2 separate regions of the Zea mays genome follow, and region 1 is linked to region 2. The links are chromatin contacts, called in public Hi-C maps. All regions are on one chromosome and are shown on one strand. Each heading gives the region's core, a stretch centred on a gene start, on an enhancer-like site or on the middle of the called end of the contact. The rest is flanking DNA. Distances are from core to core; before and after follow the strand shown.

Region 1 (5,652 bases), core at 2,203-4,702, 240 kb after region 2:
AGATATCCAGACATTTTTACATGATTTTAAGTCAGTACCTTTTTGTTCCTTTTTCTTCTTATATAGTTGGAAGGTTCTAAGAGTTCAAAAATGCCATAATGTTATGCAAACAGAAGGTGGTGGTGATGAATTAGGTCAACCGAATGGACCTTCTTCTACAAGTCTTCCAGAAGAACAGAATGATAAAAATAAAATTCCTGAGACAAATGATGACGATTTTGATCTAGATGCCTTAGCCGAAGCACTTGAACAAGCTGCAACTTTGGCATCAAACTCAAAGAAGAAGAACAAATCGAAGCATGCTAATGCTCCTGTAAAACGTCCTGTATTGAAGGAGCAAGCATGTGATCTGAGCATACCTGGTGAGGACAACTTTGAAACAACTCGTTACCATGTATGCAAAACCCGAGTGTTTTGATCTGATAAAATTTTGTTGCAGTCCTTCCTTGTTTTTACATACATTATAATAAGGAACTATATGGGGGCAAAGGCGCTGTGGGTTCAAGTAGCAGTGAGTTGGTTTTGGACAAAGAAATCATGGATGCCGCAAATGACGAAGAAGAAAAATGGGAAGGAGAAAAGTATGAGTACGATAGAGCTATTGGTGCTGACAGAACTTTTTTAAAATTCAAGAAACGGCTGGATGCATATCCCCAGCAATGCTTTAGGTAGCTAAACATTTAGTTTACATAGTATCATTGCAACCTGACTTGGTATTTGCAAACCATTTGTTTCTTGTCCCTTTTGGTTTGCACAGCCTGAATTAAATTTTGGCTTGCAATATTTCTTTAGGTATTCTTATGGTGGCAAGCCACTGTTGGCTACAACAAAATTACAAGATCCTGGCACCTGTAGGCTGTGTGGTTCACCACGCCAGTATGAACTGCAATTGATGTCTCCTTTATCATACTTTCTCCATGAAGCTGGAGACGGTTCCTCAAATTATGCACCCAGCAGCTGGACTTGGCTGACTGTTATAATATACACCTGCCCCAAGGTATGTCTTTTCTTCAATTTCCTGATACGGTAGTGTAAGAAATTCCGAGTGCCCGAAACATTATTCCTGGATAGTAGTTCATTTGAAAAACCATTTGATCTACAAAGTACACCATGAAGAACAGTATACCATCAAAGCATCACTTGAGCTTTGTTTGGTGAAGAGATTTCTGCGTCCTTGATGTTCTCAATGTACTTCAGAATTCCTAGCAGACAAGGATGCTAGGTTGTCTGAAACATCTACCAGGATTTAATCCAGTCTACAAAGTAGACTTCCAATGGCACTATTTTCTTAGACAAACAAATTTCTGGTCTGTGGGTTTCGCCAGATTCCATCTTGTCCCTTGGGAACTTTGTTAGTTATCCTTGTCACGGCAATCTTGAAAGCTCAGTGGGCTGCTACATGCACGTAGTTGTCATTGTTTAATATTTCTTCTTCCTGGTACCGGGGTGAAACCAGACATTGTTCATTGTGTTCTTTTGTTTACAGTTCTCCTCTCTGCACTATTCCTTAGCCTGTATCAATTTACTGCAGAGCTGCTGCCCGTCCTCATGCGGTGGAAAGCCCCAGAGCTGTTGTTGGGGAGCAGCGGAGGAGGAGATCCTGATTCAGGAGGATGAAGTCCTTTAGGATCTAACCAGTGCTGGTTGAGAAACTATTCCCGATTTGAACATGTAATATGCAGTTTTTTTTTGTTCTCCAATGGTTAGAGTTGTAAAGCTATCTGAAATTTTGAAGTGTGTTTTGTTATTGTGCCCTGGTATACTGCAGAACTGTCATACTTCACACAGTATCATATCAGACTAGTAAGATTTTTTTTTCTTTGTGGCTGTTGTTTTCCGCTGCAAAATCATTTTTTTCTAGGTGCCTGGATTGTCAACTCCAATCAAGGGTGGCCATGTTACGCTTGAGCATCAAGGGATATGATCCGGTATGTATTATGTTCCTGCGTCAGCCTGTAAACCCACCAATCCATGCTGTCCATGCCTAGAAACCTATCTCTTTTTTTTTTCACTTAAAAAGAAAAGAATGTAGTACTTTTCTGTCTCTCTAAAGTAGTGCTATTCTGGATTAAAGTACACATGCTGAATGATAAAACCATACCGCAGTCCATATGTAGGAAACCACAAAGTTTGGCCTATTCTGATGATAGCTGCAGGCTGGTCCTTGGACTTGGGCCAACACCAAATCTTTATTCTGCCGATAGTTACTCATTTGGTGGAAACGAAACTTATGAATCTTCTAGTTTGCTCACTCAATATTGTGCCACAGCTGAACCTGGTTTAATGTTGGGCCTTTCAAGATGCAGCTCGAGAAATTTACAATCTGCAACAACGAGTGGTAGGAAGAATTATTCACCTGTAAGAAAGACTGGTATCATCTTTCCGCTCATTGATGAGGGTTCAACTTCAGCAACAAGGAAACAAGGTGCTGCCACTTCTGTTCGTGCCAAGATCAGGAGACTTTTGTTTTAATAGAACATCTCCAGACACTGATGGCCAACAGCATGAGGGAACTGGATGTGGTACTGAAAGCGATCATGATAGATCTCTAAATCATCACGAGGTATCCATTACAGCTGACTGTTCGTTTGCTGCAACTTCTGGCACAAGTAGTGAGCAGAGGAGTCATTAGCGTCATCCAAAGAAATGCAGGTTTAACGGGTGTTGGAAAGGTGCAAGGGGTGCATCAGGAGTTTGCATTTCTCATGGCGGTGGGCAGAGGTTGCAACAAAGGTGCTGAGAGTCGGACAACATTCTGCAAGGCTCATGGAGGAGGGAGACGATGCCAAGAGTTAGGCTGCACCAAAAGCGTGGCAGGGAAGACAGAGTTCTGTATCGCTCATGGTGGTGGGCGCTGGTGTGGGATCAAGGAATGCTCGAGTGCGGCAAGGGGGAAATCCGGATTCTGCCTAAAACACGGTGAAGGGAAAAGGTGGAGGATCGAGGGTTGCACTCGCGGTGCTGAAGGTCATTCTGGGCTGTGCATCTCACACGGAGGTGGCCGCCGGTGCCAGCACCCGAACTGCGGTAAGGGGGCGCAGGGAAGCACCATCTCTTGATACCACATCAGGCGCTGGTCCCTGGCTCATTGAAGACGTCCTCCCCTTCGTGTGGTCTAGAAGGCAACGGCCCGGATGACGGAGCGAGCCGGAGCCAGAGATCCGGAGTGAAGGCTGCACGGTGGAGGGCTCTTGTCCATGCTTGGAGTTGGAGGCAACCTGGGAAGCAGTTCTAATGTTTCAAAAGCCTGAAACGAGAAGCGTGTGACAAAGAAAAGAACTGAGGCTATTCTGCATGCGATGTAACATATGCATGATTTTTCAATTATTGTTGTTATATGTGTTGTCATTCGATTTCAGCTTTTCTCGTTGCCGTTGGTTGGGCCGTCTATCCAAACCTGTGCTGTGATAAACCGTGATCTCGCACAGAAGATCACATGATGCCCTTGCCCTCCTTGATCCCCGCTAAGGTACTCACCATGAAAAGCCGTATCTGTCTCGGCGGACAGGACCCGCTCGTCACTGAGACCGGGACCCGCAGAGCATTGCTTGACCGCTGGCCCGCCTCCGCCTGTTAGAACCACCGGGCATCGTCGACGCCGCCGGTTGCCCATTAAACCCCCGTCCCCGTCTCGAGGTGATCATCCCGCAGCGCTACAACGCCCGAACTCTCCGTCCCTCACTCTCAGTCTCCGACACATTCTACGAACCGCCTCCCACTACCGCTCATTGCCGCCGGTCGCCGGAGACGCGCTGCACCGCCAGCTGTCCGCCTTCGCCCGCCGACCCCGGCCTGCCGCAGCTTCCCCTTCACCCGCCAGGTTCGGATCCACCACCCGCCGCTCGTCCGCCGTCTGTGAGAGTGGGGTTGATCAGATACTCTTGCCAGATCCTTTGTATTTCTTTTGTTTAGGCGAAATTCCTAACTAAAAAAACAAAATGAATATTATATATATATATATATATATATATATATATATATATATATATATATATATATATATATATATATATACACACACACGAGATTTTCCTATCCCTAAAAAAGATGACCCCTTCTTCCTATACATTACTAAGGAATAGTAGTCTTTCTTTTATAGGTGAAATTTGACTGGATTTTAGTTTATACCCCTTCCTTGATTATATGAGACAAAAAACAAGAAATGACAAGAAAGTTCTATATGAATAAAGAAATAGAAGAAAATGCGCGCGGATGGGGGACCCATTTGCTGGTATATGCAAGGATACCACTGCTCTTAGCGCTAGCTTCCATTTTTGTCGTTCTTCAGCGGGCAACACTCACTAGTCACTAGGGAATGTAATTTGGTTTGGAAGTTCGACGGATTCAAAGATGCCGAACATTGATTCGGATAGAATTTTCGGATATTCGGACTTTTTTTTTGCAGATAACGGATACATGTACAGATATTATGTTCGGATATCGGATTCGAATACAATATGTTTGATATCCGTCGGATATCGAATATCCGGATATCTTCTCGGATATCCGGATATCTTACCAGATAGTTGTGTACATTTTATTGATATTTTGCAGAAAGAAATTAAGAATACACAAATATCATCGGAAATTCATGAAATTTTATGGAGACATAACATATGTCCACATATAATCTTAAAAAATATTTGGACCATAACATCCACAATATATCAGTGTCTATTTCATTTCATTTTCACTTGTTGCGTAAGTTACACGAGAAATCACTCTAAATAAAATTCATGAAAATTTACGAAGTAGTGGCATATGTACACACATAATGCTAAAAACTGTTTAGACTCAGAGTGGATAAATGATTACAACCATAATATATGTGTAATGATGTCTTACATGGTATCCGATAAAAAAATTATTAACGATGATATCTGTGTCCGACTAGTTCCGTATTCGACATGCAACTATCCGTATTTGTATTCGAGAACATCTGTATTCGTATCCGAAGCTACCCGTATTCGAATTTGAATCCGAATAGAAATATGAAAACAAACATGGTTTTGGTGATATCGGTCTGTATTCGATCCGATTACATCCCTAACACTCACATTGGTCGGCATCTGAGATCCTACGAAGGACGAATGCAGTTTATTTTCCATGATTTTCCTGAGTTCAGCTGAATCCCTGTGCCCCCCTATGTCAATTTCATCCCCTGGTGTCTTTTGATTACTCTTTAGTCGGCACTGACTTACTGTTAAAAAAAACATCCGGCAGTATTGATGGGGTTTCTCTGTTGTGACATGCTCTGTTCTAACATTTTATGTGTGGCAATTGTCCAGTTTCTTCAGTTCACCATCAATTGACGATGAGCCAGGTTGTTGATAAGTGATAGATTGATGTTTATATATCATTGTTTTCTGCTTCGGTTTTTCTGATATGTGCTGTCACTTGCTCCTTGGTTTTTATGCAACTCGGTGTATACTGTATACCCTGACCTTTATAAATGATTTAACACCATCCTAACTCCCCTTGCCCTTCATGACCGTATTTTTTATAGATCATTAATGCGTTAGTGGTTTTGGTTTCATGATCTTAACAGCCCACTCTGTATGGTATAATTTTTGTTGATACGATTAGTTTCTAATTGATTAATTTGGTGATTTTGTGATACTTGCTAGGGTATAAGCTGCCAGTGCTTGTGTC
Region 2 (6,055 bases), core at 3,523-6,022:
CTCCAATTGTTACCAGGATTCGTGAAGAAAATTGATAGCAAACGCCGCTCTTTCTTGTGGTTTGGGAAGGACAGCTGCGCAGGTGCAAAATGCTTGGTGGTTTGGGATAAAGTCTGCTTGGATAAGGATGAAGGGGGACTGGGCGTCACCGATCTGATGACGAGGAACACCTGCGCTATCAAATTGCTCCATAGGCTCTTCACCGCTGTGGGCTCGTCCTGGGCTAGCTGGGCCAGGGGACGCGTCTGCCTGGCTACATTGACCGGTGACCTGTCTGGTAATCATTGGATGACTCTGCGCGCCCTGCTCCCCCTCTACAGATCGATCACTACGTGCTCGATCAAAGATGGGCGGTCGACGGCTTTCTGGTTTGATGCCTGGCACGGGGAAGATGACCTGTCCACCAAATTCCCATCCCTCTTCAGTCACGCCAAGAATCCCGAGGTCAGTGTGCGTAATGTCCTGGAAGCTGGCCTTGCTGCACACCTCGTGTCGCGCGTGACCTCGCAAGCCGTCGCGGAGCGCGATGCACTACAGTTGATCCTCGACGACGTGTTGCTGTCTGAGGCGCCGGATGTGCGTCACTGCCCCATTGCTGGCGCTGGAGGTAATCTACACATAGGGAGCCTCTACCGTGTCATGCGCTGTGGCGAGGGGATGCGCAGTGCTGAGGCTGTTTTTGTTTGGCGCAACCAGGCCCCCCCTCGGGTATGTTTCTTTGGTTGGCTTGTCAACAACGGTCGCATCCAGTGCCGCGTTAACCTGGCCAGGAAACAAATTGTCCAAGATACTATGTGTGAGGTCTGTGGTCAAGCCCCTGAAGACACAGCGCACATCTTCCTCCGCTGCGGCTTCGCTTCCAGTTTCTGGGGTGCTCTGGGAATTACGATTGCCTCAGACTGCAACAACGTTCTGCTGAGCCTGCTTCGGCCGTCCGCTATCCCTGCGAAACACTACAACATGTTTATTCTCCTCTGTTGCTGGCAGCTTTGGAAGCGCAGAAATGCTGTGGTGTTCCGTGGGGAAAGATCCCCACTTGCGGCTACCATGCTGTTGTGCCGCTTTGAAGCCGACTTTTGGAGGTCCAGGCTGCGGCATGAGGACCACCAGATCGTGGCTGTCTGGTGTCGTGTTTTGCATGTAACGTAGCGTTACCATTTCGATGTAATCTATGTAATCCATACCCCCCCTACTGTACTATCAATAGGCGATTTGGCCGCAATAAGCAATGCAATTCAGGTGGGGATTCTATCCCCCGGTGATATTCAAAAAAATATATAATTAATAAAGGTTATGTTGGTATTTTCTGTATCATAAATATTATTATTTTATTACATAAATTTAGTTAATTTTGAGATGCTTTGACTCTTAATAAAGTTAAAATAATCTATAACATATATACAGCTTGCAAAACGGGGTAAAATATTGGGCGTGTGTATAATTGTACTGAAAAAAAAAAGTAGTGATAAGGTACCATCAGGGCCGTGCAAAATCAAATGTGAGCAGTATTTTTTAACGAATCGGGAGAAGAAGTAGGATGTTCAATCACTGATCATATTACATTATGTTTCTTGGCTCGGTGAAACGTAGTAGAACGCCTCATGTAGTTATGTCTGTATGGTGAATACAGCCTTTCATTTTCAGTAGTTCGTGTAGTGTAGTTTAAAATAGAGAGTGAGATATGGATTAAAGTAAGAAATCTGTTGGAGATAGTTTTACCGTTCCTTTGCTTTTGGTAGTGCTCCTGCAACTTTCTTTAGTTAAACTTTCATCTGTGCGTTGCTGTCATGCGAGTTCTATTCACGTCTTGTTGCTTTGCTATTGGTAGAGGCTACCAAGTTGATGATTTAGTTATAGCTCCCCGAAACACTTGAGATCACAAAGTTGATACCTTGGCAGAGCCAGAGTCCCAGAGCCAATGCCATGCTCAACAGTTCGTTCAGACTTGAGGTAGCTGATGATGAGCTGCTGGCTGCCGCCCAAGCCCAGACAAGTTTGGTCCCACTCCCACCAGGTCGTCAAACGCAGAATCAGGTGCTGTGCTGTCAATCCAAATTCTTATTCCGCTTCTCCAATCTACCGCTGCCTGCCGAAAGGTAGCCAACCGGAATCCTCGACGCCGAAGAAACCTGCAAAAAAAATTTGCTTCTTGGAAGTAAAGCCTCTGTTTCCTCTTCAGATCAGATCAGTATTTTTCTGTTCCCCGATGAATCTGCTGCCTTTCCTTCCTGAGATATTCTACTCAGGTCCCGATTAACTCGAGGAGGGTGTTGTAAGGGGCCGGTATGCATGCCCTGGGTTAGTACCACCTCGCCTAGCCAAGGGGGCCGTGTTGCACTTATAAGGGCGGGCCTCCCTCCTCTCTTAGCATAGGTTTTGAGAGCGAGGTGCCCGTCTGAATAGGCTGCGCGCGAGCGCATGAACGCCCGACGCTGGTGATGGTGGGCTTTGGCGGACTGGCCCAGTGGGTGCGTTACATATGGTATCGGAACCCGCATTGCCGCTGCTGCCTGAGAGAGCTTTGGGCCTCTTAAGGGGGGTGGGATGTAAGAGGCCGGTATGCATGCCCTGGGTTAGTACCACCTCGCCTAGCCAAGGGGGCCGTGTTGCACTTATAAGGGCGGGTCTCCCTCCTCTCTTAGCCTAGGTTTTGAGAGCGAGGTGCCCGTCTGAATAGGCTGCGCGCGAGCGCATGAACGCCCGACGCTGGTGATGGTGGGCTTTGGCGGACTGGCGACGCTGGTGGTGGTGGGCTTTGGCGGACTGGCCCAGTGGGTGCGTTACAGGTGTACAGTATTTTCTCTCTCTCGTCGACTATTTATTTACCGGACAATTTCCCTGAAATCGTACAGGACATCATGAGCACCGGAAAGGAGAGCAAAAGCGGGCCGGGAAAAAAAAAAGAAGGGGGCGCAAACCAATCAAGCGGGCCAAAAGGAAAGCAAGGCGACGAAGGAATCAGGCAGGCACAGCCACAGCCACCACGACCACTGCTGCAACGCATTCTCATTCTCACTCCAAAACCCCAAAAGGAGGGAGGGAGTGAAAACCACCCAGCTGATGTAGACACGCATGAAGAACAGCTTCAACTTCAATAATGCTGGCATCAGCAAAGCAAAGCAGACCCGGGCCCCTTTGCATTAAGGTTCAGCGGTTTCCATATATTAGCACGACTTGATTCATCATTGCGGCCGCCTAATTATTATTATACTACTAATTGCCTCCCCTCCCTCGTAGTGCTTTATCTTATCTCTTCCTCCTCCTCCTCTTCATCTTCTTTAGGTCGCCCGTCGAAAGGCTCCTCTTCTTTTTATTGCGCCTTTTTGGCAAAGGTGGGGGGGAGGAACTCTTCGTCGTCGCGCACCAGCAGCAGCGTTACGCAATTCACGAAAGAGTAGGTGCCCGCGCGCGCGCCCTCCCAGTCCCACTAGGCGTAATATATTCCTCTTCGTTTTTTTTTTGGTTTCGTTTTGCTTTTTTTTCTTCTTCTCCTTTGGATCAGATTATCATGCAGTACACAATTTCCTCCTTGCTTTTGGAAAGATATGGGCAATGATTGCGAATAGCGCGGGACGGCTTATAAGGCTCGCTAACTAGTAGACGACAATATAGTATTACAGAATCAAATAGAACTCTTAAGGTTCGCGCGCTTGTTTCTAGCTAGTTTTTCAACTGAATGATGCTGTGTTTGGATACAGTTTGTCGTTACCAAGATAGGTGTTTTTTACTGTACAATTAGATTAGTTGACTGATCAACATGATGTGTTCTTCTCAACAAGACTGTTAAGTATCGACATCGTCCGGTTAGGGGCGGGAAGAAAAAAGCTAGACACCACCGCCACTGCAGAAACCGCTGAGGAATTGGAGACAGGTACCACAAAAAAAAAGATGTAAAGGAGGCTTCTTTTTGGGAAGGTTGAGGAAGGAGGTCTAGTGATCAGGGAGGGAGGGATACCCCAGAAATGGGAAGTTCCACCATGCACCAACTTGTGAATCTAGTGATGGATGTCCCTTACTTGCATCACGGAATCTGACGGGACCCCCATTATAGGGTCATCTCATCACAACGACAAACAAACATTACTTAAATCCTTGTGTTACTTCTTCGTAAGGTTCCAAAGGCAACTATAGCAACTGAGGCAAGTCATGATGGAGCTCGGTTTATAAATTCATGTGAACCTACTGGCGTACGTGTGGTCCTCCATTCCATTGTACTCCTTCAATAAACCATTCAACTGTACATAGTCCATCTGTATCTGCGAGTAACAAGCTCACAGATGCGAGGAACCATTTAGGAGTGTTGTTGTGGCAAAAAGAAGTTCCCTTTTGCACCAAAACTTCCTCATCAGTCTTCTTGCATGCACCTTTCTGACAGTAAATGCTATCTATCTAACCAGCTTCTCGCATGGTGGGAGTTGCAGCACAATGTAACGTGGAAACTACTCGGAACCGTGCCTTTCCAGACCGCTGCTTAATCTGTCGTGTTAGCTGAGATTATTGGGCACCTAATAATGTGTCGATCTCTCCGAGTAACACGAAAGTTACCATCTTTCCTGTGTCAGGATCACGTGAATACTTTTCAGGCTCTCTCGATTGTTAGGTGATATGCATGGTTGAGGATGCGTATATGTATTTCCTGTGTGCAAGCAACTTGGGCACCTATCCAACTAGTTTGCGTAAAGAATAATTAGTAGTGCAATGAGGCCCCGGTGATAATATTAGATACTTAAAGCGCTTTACATACTTGGCTCCTCCTTTTGGAGGGGGAGGCAGCTGCTGGCTACTGGCTTGGCTCCTTATATAACCCTGCACCACTTCCTCCAGCCAACCGGTAGTGTCGTCGTCCTTTGGAGCTGCACACACATCTGTGAGTAGAAACCTTGTGCTTGGCGATTTGGCACCCTCAAGTTAATTATCCTTGGTTTGAGGAAGAACAACACTTCAGCCAGGTACTAATTAAGTTTCATACTTGATTAGCTTGCTCGGTGGTTTTTGCTTGTTCATCAGTGTGTGCGTGTGTTGATCTTTAGTAGTAGCACGTAAGGAGCAAGTGAGAATTATGTTCTTTGGCTTCTCTTCATGTGCATAATAAGAGTTAATGCTAGCTGCTGTGTCGGTAGAGATTGGCAAGGAAGGCGTCAGCACTAGAGCTTTGACAAATATGGCTTTGTTTGTCTCTTCGTTCCTGCTAGGTTGAAAAAGCAAGAAGCAGGCATGGTTTTCCGGGTCTAACGACACATGTTAGCTTCCCAGTGTCCGTGTCCGTGTCCGTGTCCATGTTCTTCTAGCTATGGTTCATGACTATTTTGAACTTTAGTCAGTCATGCATGCCCAATTTGTTGCTGCCTTCTTACTCTGAACGACTGCCAAATCTCTGCAAGGATACAAAACGAATAACCAATCATTGTTCTTTTGAACTGAGATGTTGCTCTGCTTTTAAGGGAAGCAAAAACATCTGTATTTTCAAACGAAACATATCTTCGTTAGGAGTATCTTTTTCTAGGACCATATCTTCTTCCATATATGTTCATTCAGCACTAAGCAGCATAAGGCTAGATGCTGAACCTTGAGATTCGCGCGAACCATTCAGCTACTAAGTGATCTTGTTTTGGTAGTAAACGAACTACTCTTTTTCTGCTTGGCAGACATGCTTTAAGCAGGGAGACCATTTTTTATTTCGAGCGCGCTACGATGGAGCTCTACTCCGGATACCTTGACGACCATTTCAACCCCCACAAGCTAAGGTGAGTGCTTCCTCCTCTCTGTCTCTGATCTAACGCCCCCTGTTCCGTCCGAATGTTTTTTCTTTGTCCATCTGACGCATAGAAGAAGAAGAAAAAAAAATGGCAATGTGCTGATGGCTATGTCCAATCAGTCAAGCGAACAGGCGCGCCACTAGTAGTGCGATTTGCGTTGGATTTCCTTACCTGCGGCTGCGGGTGGCACATCACGATGCAATAACTGAATGTTTAGCGGTGCAAGTGGGACTAGTGCATCCAGCGAGCGGAGATCATGCATGCTTGCTGGCTAAAAATAAAAACAACCCGTCGTCCAG

What was found. Hi-C and Micro-C count contacts between places; a contact is called where the count stands out from the background.
Region 1: a contact with region 2 is called in a Hi-C map of ear, with 2.1 times the contacts expected there. The contact joins the promoter of LOC100194099 here to the promoter of LOC100192007 in region 2. A contact is called at or near these places in 2 of 25 Hi-C or Micro-C datasets (ear and tassel).

What each region holds. Positions count from the first base shown.
Region 1 is chr10:146,903,255-146,908,906 of Zm-B73-REFERENCE-NAM-5.0, forward strand. It overlaps LOC100194099 (putative DNA-directed RNA polymerase subunit family protein), which reads left to right and starts at 3,453. Exons shown (of 3, transcript NM_001139153.1): 1 at 3,453-3,820; 2 at 5,628-5,652. It overlaps LOC100384606, which reads left to right. Exons shown (of 7, transcript NM_001177107.1): 4 at 67-362; 5 at 440-668; 6 at 793-997; 7 at 1,532-1,822. The coding sequence ends at 1,627. It also overlaps the pseudogene LOC103642110.
Region 2 is chr10:146,663,908-146,669,962 of Zm-B73-REFERENCE-NAM-5.0, forward strand. LOC100192007 reads left to right here and starts at 4,773. Exons shown (of 10, transcript NM_001351639.1): 1 at 4,773-4,949; 2 at 5,646-5,744. The coding sequence starts at 5,692.